2 separate regions of the Anas platyrhynchos genome follow, and region 2 is linked to region 1. Evidence: chromatin contacts called from public Hi-C data. All regions are on one chromosome and are shown on one strand. The core of a region is the stretch at or near the end of the contact, and the rest is flanking DNA. Distances in the headings are between cores, read along the strand shown.

Region 1 (4,064 bases), core at 931-3,430:
TGTCATTAGGACAATACTAGCTTCCACACTTTGGGGCAATTGAACACGAACAGGTTAATACAAGAAGTTTTTAAGTGGGACGTTCATTTCTGCAGATTATGTCACTTACTAAAATAAAAGTCCTCTCTGAACACGCGTTTTGGACTCTGTACATTTCTGAGGATTGGGAGCTGGCATCGACCTACCAATACCGAAATTGTGCCTGTAGATGCAGGCAGTCCGAGGGCAGACTCAGGAGCTGCCATTGCTCGGCTCTGACACTGGCTGCTGTATAGGCACTAGCCAAATGTCCTAGCCTGGCGGGTTTGCTTGTAAATGAGGCTATTTGTCCTGATTTGCCTGACAATTATTGGCCAAATATTCATGTTGTTGAGTCAGCTCAGTCTCCTGTTGAGCTAAGTGGGAATTTTGCCTGAAAAAGAACTGAGAAACTGTTACCTAGCAGGGTGAGAGGGATAAATCACACCCTCAGTAAGAACCTCTGGATTTTACCCCGAGGCCCAAATGGCCTTGACTTTGAATTCATAATAACTGCTGAAGATAAGCCTTTGCTGGTGCTTGCTGCCAAAAGGCCTGAAACAGCTCAGTCACTTGCCTGACTTCCCTTAGCATTGATCTCCAGACTGGAGCAAACACGGCCAGGTAAGGATGGCTTTGGCAGAGCCTGGTTCAGAGCCTGAGGGCAGTTTCACGTCGCTGCAGCGGTGCTGGGCACTCAGAGGGACAGAGGGACAGGCTCAGCGCAGGCAGGGGCACCTTTCCGATGGGAGCACACAGTGCTGCTTGCCTTTGGCCACAGCTGCTGCATGAAAGCGGGCGCAAATTCCACGACTGAACAGCAAATGGGCCTGGTGGGTCAGTTGGTAATGTTGGTATTTCTCTGCCAGCAACAGAAAAGCAAGAATATTGGGAAAAACATAATAGAAACGTATATTGTAAGAGCATTGTAATCCCAAGAATGATGTGGTGGAGCTTAGTGTGTAAAGAAATAGAGCAACGCCCTTCTTCCTAGAGACGTGTAATTGCAGTACGATTTTTGAAAGAGGCCTATTCCAGGACTAGTGTCTAATTTTAGACAATATTCCACTTTACCATTCCTGATGAGGAGCAGAGAATCCCTGTTTTTTAATGTCAGTGCTTCCTTCAATAAAGCAAAAATAATAGGAGGGAAAAAAACAAAACAAAAAAAAAAAAAAACAACCCTTATGAGCACAATGCCTGCAGTTCTCAAAGCAGGGACTGCTGTTTGGCTAATGGCCTGCTGGCTTTGGTTGGGAAAGCACAAAGCTGGCAAATGCGGCTGACAGACTTTCCAATTATAAAATCTCCTCCCACTTTCAAGCTGTGTCCCAGAGAACTGGCCTGGGAATCCACCCCTGGAGAGCAACCTCATTATGTTCTGCTGGGATAAAGATGACCAAATGCAGCAGGCCCTGGAAAAGCTGCATACAGCTCCTTAGGTCAGTCCTCATCTACAGGACAGGATGAGGAGCTTCCCTGTCTTGCAGGATGCTCAAGGATAATCACAGTAAATAACTGAGGTCCCCACATCTTGAGATGGTAGTGCTTGTAACTTCTAAAGTAACAATAAAACAAAATATTTTTAAACACTTTTAGTTTTTTTTTTTTCCCCATAGGTTGTGTAAATTAATTGTTTCAGTTCTGGAGGGCTGCTAGTTAACTGAATTAAGAAATGTATCTCTGGGAGGATGCAGCACCTCACATGGGAAAGAGGTGCCCATGAGTGCTACAGCACAGGGTGGGCCACACAGGGAGGAGCCTGCCTGCATCTCCCAGCAGCTGGGAGGGCAGCGGATTATCTGGTGAAAAACAATTTCTCATGCTTTTGGACTGCGTAAAGAAAATGAAGAGACTTCTTAGTAGTGTGAAGAGAAAACCTGGTCAGAAAAATTAGAGCTGTATAGAAAGGAAGGGACGCAGCAGAGCTTTCCCACTGCCAGGAGGGCTTCCTGGCACACACAGCATCTCTGCTGAATTGACAGGCCATGACTGACGTGAGGGCCTTGCCCATTACATGGAGCAGAAATCCAGCCAGACATCAGCGGTTTGGCTACCTGGGGGTGTAACTGCTGCTGATGTCACGGGAGGCAAAGAGGGCAAGCGGAGGAGGAAACCTTCCTGATGCTGAGCTGTGCCGGCCCCAAGCCCTCCCTCACAGCGATGCTGCCTGCGGTCGCACATCAGATATGCTGCAGGCCCACCCAGTGGAGATGTGGGAAACAGCAAGCCCCAGTTATTCCGCTCCTTTTTGTTTAAATCATTTTTGTTAAAGTTGCAGCATGTGAATGCTTGTCCACAGAAAGATGTTCGCTCTTCTGCAAACCTGCTCCTGCGGCACAACCCGCGGCAGTACCACAAACTGCTGGCTGCTCTTTTAGCTCGTGTGGTTCCTAAAGCACATAGCAGACTCCGCAGCAGCTTTGGGAGGAACCAGCACACCGTCAGTGGGTGACCACCCGTGGCTGCTGCCAGGCCGTGCCCCAGCCCGACCCTCGCCCCCCAAAGCACTGTGCCCTGCTGCGCCCGCCGCTCCCTGGGGGTCCTGGGTCCCTTGCACACAGGTCATGCAGTGAAGACATCCCTGTGCCGATGCTTGGAGACAAGCCTAAGAGCACTCCAGCTTCTCACTACAAACCCAAAGAGGTGTTCTTTGCAGTAACCAAGTCTGAACCATTCAAGTTCATGGAAATAAGGTGACTGAGAGAGAAGCCAGCGTGGGAGCGGCCCAAAGCTGCGCCAGGGAAAGTTCTGACTACACGAGGAAAGATTTCTATACCTTAAGAGTGGTCAAACGCTGGAACTGGCCTCCTAGAGAGGTGCCTGATGCCCACACCTGTCAGTGTTTGACAGAGGTTTGACAGCTCAACAACGAGCTTTAATGACATATGATTTGTTGATGCTTACAAAAATTTTGCTTACTGAAACTGAATGGGAGTCAGCAGTTGCCTCATAGCAAAACAAATGACCTGAAACACACAGGTGCTGTCAAAACTTTGCTTTTGAATAGACAAACTGGGAAAAGCAACTTTTAATATAACTTTGTACAATAGGAAGTAATTTAAAGAGTGGGCGTGATAAAGCAATTAGCTTTAAAAAAGCAATACCAGCATTCATACATGAACACTTTTAAGCTGAGCAACATGAAAATGTCAAGAGACAATGCAGTGTGAAGCAGGTAGCATTAACACTTCATCAGAAAACTGGATGAGAATACTGCTGTTAACAGACAGTGGGGGAGAATTCAGATTTAGGAAAGTAGGGAAAAAAAAAAAGCCTAAGTATAACTAAAGGCAAATGTGGGAGTGAAGAATTACAGCACATAATCTTCTCATTCCATGTGACAGTAAGATTAAATAGTCTGAAACGTAACTAAAATTGAAGCAGGTTCTAGGACAAAACAGTATTATAGTAGGTTAAAGTAGGAAATCAATAGAATTGATTCTGGAAAGGCAATAAACAGGGTCAATGGAATCACATTAACTAACCTACCAGAACCCGGGGATATTTAAGACTACCAGTTTAGATATATTATGTTTTTGTGAAGCCCCCTGTGAATTAGTCTTCGACCCACTTCTACTCCCTCTTCCTACTTCCATTCCTGCTCCCAGGAGCCTAGGTGGAAATTCATCACTGAATTCACCACAATGTGGTCTGAAGAACACAGAATGCTCCTGAAACTATCAGGTCAAACCTCACTGCTTAAGTAGAGCATGTAGCATCCTCCACTGTCAGAATAGGGACTTTGTGACAATGTATATACAGAAATACGTTTTGATATGGTCTTTCCAACTCAGTAGTTGTGCAATTAGTGCTACACGGAGATGGGTGGATTTTAACATTTCTCCTTTGCACTCAACTTCTAGGATGATTACTTACATGTTAAGTTGTTATAAATAACTTCGGTCACCACAGCAAGAGAAATCTACAAAAATCAGTGCAAGCTTTAAGAAATGAACCATACATGCAAGGTAAGCTCAATTAGTCAACAACAAAACAATATTTGAGTATTTAGAACCTGACATGCTCAAGGAAGTATGCCAGTT
Region 2 (4,165 bases), core at 723-3,222, 320 kb before region 1:
AAGGAACAAGGTCAGAGGTTGAATCGCTGATGAAGAAGATGAAGGAGAATCCTCACGAGCACAAAAACCTCAGCCCTAACACGATGGAGGGTTATCTCTACGTCCAGGAGAAACGTAGGTGACCAGGGCGATACGGCGAAGGGGCGTGGGGGGCAGTGGTTTGTTGGAGCGGGGGACATGGAAGTTAGCTCAGCAGACCCCAAAATCTGGGAGGGGGGGACTGGCCCAGTGGCTGGGGTATTGTGGTGTGAGTATGGGAGAATCCCTGCCCAGTGCCCGCCAGGTCTGCTTTCCCTTCCCTGAACAAAAAGGGGTGGCAGTGCTTATTCCACTGGTGAAGTACAGCGAGAAGCACAGGTACAGAACCCCGCTGTGCTAAAGGATCGTTAAACCTGCGGGTTATTAGTGTCAGAGCAGTCAAACCCTCCTAGTTCTGGGAATAAAAACTGCGTTTGCTTTGCAGGTCACTTCAGTACGGCCTGGGTGAAGCATTACTGCACATACGAGCGGGAATCCAAGCGGATAACGATGGTGCCGTTCGACCAGAAATCTGGAGGAAAAGCGGTGAGTGTCAGCACGCAGCTGGATGTGTCCTGGGGAGGTCTCTGCTGTGGCCGTGTCCCTGGCTGTGCCCCCTGGCCGTGCGCCCTGGCCGTGCCGTGATGCTGCTGGCAGAGGCGGTGGTGGCAGTTCTGGGGGCGCAGCGGCCGTGCTATGCACACCCTCGTGACCGCCTGGTTCCCGGTCCCTGATTCCTGCAGGAGCAGGGCAGGCAGGCTGTCGGTTGTTTTGCTCCTTCCCCGCTGCCTGTGGCTTGGCCGATAAAGCTGCTTCCTTTTGGGCCGTTTTGGGCAGAGCTGCAGGAGAGCGTGCAGCTCCCTTCGGACCCCGTGTGCCAGTGCAGGGGGAGCGCTCCCGGGCAGCGTAAGCCCAGCTGTAGCAGGGTCTGGCTTTCCTCTCCTCTAAAGCAGGAACAATGAAGCCCCCCGGTGTGTTCCCAGCTGGGGTGGTTTGCGAGCATCGTCCCCGTCCAGGGGAGCTGCCTGTGGCAGCTCTGCAGGCTTCTGTGCGGCTCCTTGCTGGCAAAGGGAGCTGGCAAAGGGAGCAGGGCAAGTTTTAAAATGAATTTCCTCTTGCCTCGGAGCATCTTCATTATAACTTAGCCTTCAAGTATGCCAGCCTTGTAATTGTCAGCTGCTGTGTGTTATTTCATGTGGTCCCTGCCCACTTCACGGCTTCCCCGGTGCCCGGGGTGTGGGCGCTGCCGCACACCGCAGTGCCCTCCTCGTGCAGGGCGGGCGCCCGCTCCGGCGCTGCTCTCCTGAGGTCTGGAGGCTTGTAGCATCCTGGCAGAAAGCACTGCCTGTGCTGGGTCTCGTGCCCTGTGCTCCCCCTGAAGCACAGCCCCGTGCAGGCTGTGCACAGCTCACCAGCGAGCGCCGTGGCCGGGTGTCCTGGGGTCTGTGCGCTGCGGGCACGGGGTGGTGCTGCAGGAGGGGACAGCCACACGTGGGCCACCACAGGCTCTGCTGCTGCCAGCCTCTCACGAGCGTGCCTGGGGCTGCGGCTGGCGTTGGATATCGTTTGATATCGGCGGCTCTGAAGTGGGGCATTCCCCGAATACCAGGGGGAGCAGGGCAGCTCGGGAGCAGCCTCGTGCCCGCGGTGAGCGGCAGGGCGCAGGCAGCGTGCCAGACCCTGGGGAGCAGCCCTGCAGAGACCCCTCCGAGCTGTCCTTCCGAGTTCCTGCTGGGGCCCTAAATAGGTTTCCTGGAAAACGGCGATGTCAGGGAACAGGGTGGTCAGCCAAGGTGTCGTCTAGAACAGCACGGAGAGCACAGAGAAGCGGCCGTCTCCAGGAACACGCGCAGGATTTATCTTCTATTGAGTCATCGGTGGATTTTAAAAATCGCAAAGGGAGAATTTTCTGTGCTGGCAGGGCCTGAGGAGGGCCTTCCTCCAGCAGAGGACAGCAGTGCACGCAGATCCTGTCCGACTGCTGCTCGGCGTGGGGAAATCCAGCACGGCTTGGATGCGGATGCCTGGATGGGAGGACGGTTTTGTCATTGCTTTGTTAAATAATAAACATTTGAAGACATGTTTGCTCCCGTTAGGGGTTTGTGTGTGCAGAACGCTGCCAAAAATGCAGCCAGCGCTGGAGTGAGAATTGACAGCCAGGTCTGTGAGGCATTGTTCAGCAATGGAAAATAAAGCTTTGCCCAAAAGTTGCGGTCCAACGCTCCCTGCCTGCCTGAAACGTGGGCTGCGCGATACGCGGTGCATGAAGCTCACCGCGTGCCCTCAGAAGGGACACTTCCTTGTTTTGGAATAACCACGTCTGCCAAGGTGGAAAGACAAGCCCTCATTTGGGATGTGTAATTACGCATTTCTAGCAGGCGATGCGTTGCTGGTGTTACCAAAGCTCCCTCTGGTTTGAACGCGGTAATGGGGAGCGCGATGGGCGCTGGGGGCAGGCGCACGGTTGGCTGTTCTCCGCCTTACCTGTGATTCTGTCTCTTCTCAGGGAGAAGACGAAGCTGTTATCCTCAAATCTTGCACACGGCGGAAAACCGACTCGATCGAGAAGAGATTTTGCTTTGATGTGGAAGCCGTCGACCGGTGAGTGCCGAGGGGCGTCGCAGCCTGGGGTGCACCTCGGGCCCGCGGTGCCTGCCCCCGGCTTTCCAGGAGGCTTTCCTGGATGCTTCCCGCGCAGCTTGGGTGTCTGCCTGCTGCTGTGGTCGTACCCTCCGCGAGTGGAAAGCTTTAGGCTGTGGAAACGCATCTCCCCGGTGCTCGCAGCCAGGTGCTCGCGGGGTGTTGGGTTAGCGCTTCGTTTTACAAGGTGCCGAGTTTACTCTGCTCGTTCTGAACTGAACGGTGTTTTAGCACTTCTGCAGGCTCTGGCCGTGCAGGGTAAATGGTCACAAGGACGGAAAAGACACGCTGCATGTGTCTTGGCAGGGCTGGGGTGCCTCTTTCCAGCGCTGGGTATGTGCTGAAATAACTTTGGCTTTTGTGCCGGGGCCGGGCTGCAGCCGCCGTGCTGTGGCTGGTCAGCGCTGGAAGCCCAGCTCACAGCTCTGGGCACTTCCAGTTTGTTTCTTTTTCCCCAAACGAGTAAAATGCGCCCAGGAATGGGAGCCTGTTTGTGTCCAGCTAGCATCACGCATGGCTTCCCTACATAAACAGCAAAACCGAGCTGGTGCTGCTGCTCCACGCGGTGTTACTGCCTCGTCCCTTCCTCTCTGCAGGACGCTGACCTGCTTTCCCAAAGCATGCTCCAAAGTCACGGAGTATCTGTGCCCTCCCAGGTTTGTGCCTGCTCCCGTTCCAGCTGTCCTCTCCCCTTCGCTGGCCGTGCTGCCCACTCCCTGGAGCTCCGTTTTCCTCCAGGAAGCTGCAGGATTTCTGCTGACGCTGGGATTTTTTTCCTATGCCCTGAGGAGTGTTTTTTTTTTTTTTTTTAAACGTGAAAATCAAAATAAAACTGGGAGGAGGAGAAGCCAGCCACCACAATAGTTTTCTTCTGTAGTGCTTTCAGAGACGGCTGAACCTTCCCTTGATGTCTGGAGCCTGCTAGGCATGGGATCAAGAGCTGCTCCAGAAATGCGCCAGCTAAATGTAAATAATGGCAGGGGAGCGGCGAAGGCGGGGAAACCTGAGAAATTGCTCATTTCACATACGTGTTCCCGGCTCCCCTGCCTGAGAGCCACGAGAGCAGAAAACATGAACCGAAAAGCTGCTTTTTCTGCCCAGTGTGCAGGCAGCTGTGCGTGTTCTTGGTATAAAAACTCGTTGCTGGCTGCCCGGCACGGTGCTTCCCAGCGTGATTCAGGCAGGAGGAGAGGAGCTGCGGGCTGGGCGCTGCCCCCGATCTGTGCTGTGGGGCACGGGCTGGGGTCCGCAGGCGGTGGCACGGCCGTGACCGAGGGCTGGCTGCAGCTCCGTCAGGCTGAGTGTGCAGAGGGCTTTTTGTCCTGGGCTGGTTGTTTTCTGCTTTGGTCTCGGGCTTTTTGTGTTGTGTTGGTTTTGTTTTTCTTTTTTATTGTCTCTGCTAATAGAGAAGTTAGAAACTTGATGTCTTGTTCTTCAGCCCCATGCTGGAAGCCTGGATGTGATTAAGGCAAGCATCCCCAGGATGCTTCTCTGTCTCACACATGTG

What was found. Hi-C and Micro-C count contacts between places; a contact is called where the count stands out from the background.
Region 2: a contact with region 1 is called in a Hi-C map of subcutaneous adipose tissue, with 2.2 times the contacts expected there. The contact joins two enhancer-like sites. A contact is called at or near these places in 5 of 8 Hi-C or Micro-C datasets (liver, skeletal muscle, small yellow follicle and 1 more).

Annotation. Positions count from the first base shown.
Region 1 is chr14:962,352-966,415 of IASCAAS_PekinDuck_T2T, reverse strand. No RefSeq gene overlaps it. Among named protein-coding and RNA genes, the nearest start is that of YIPF5, 9.5 kb to the right of the region's middle. Within about 2 kb of position 2,180, at least 1 of the 8 cell types and tissues checked has an H3K27ac peak or open chromatin away from gene starts, as enhancers often do. A contact at or near this core is called in subcutaneous adipose tissue, where this site is marked.
Region 2 is chr14:1,283,153-1,287,317 of IASCAAS_PekinDuck_T2T, reverse strand. ARHGAP26 (Rho GTPase activating protein 26) reads left to right here. Exons shown (of 23, transcript XM_072023306.1): 8 at 1-114; 9 at 464-564; 10 at 2,525-2,619. Among named protein-coding and RNA genes, the nearest start is that of ARHGAP26, 24 kb to the left of the region's middle. Within about 2 kb of position 1,972, at least 4 of the 8 cell types and tissues checked have an H3K27ac peak or open chromatin away from gene starts, as enhancers often do. A contact at or near this core is called in subcutaneous adipose tissue, where this site is marked.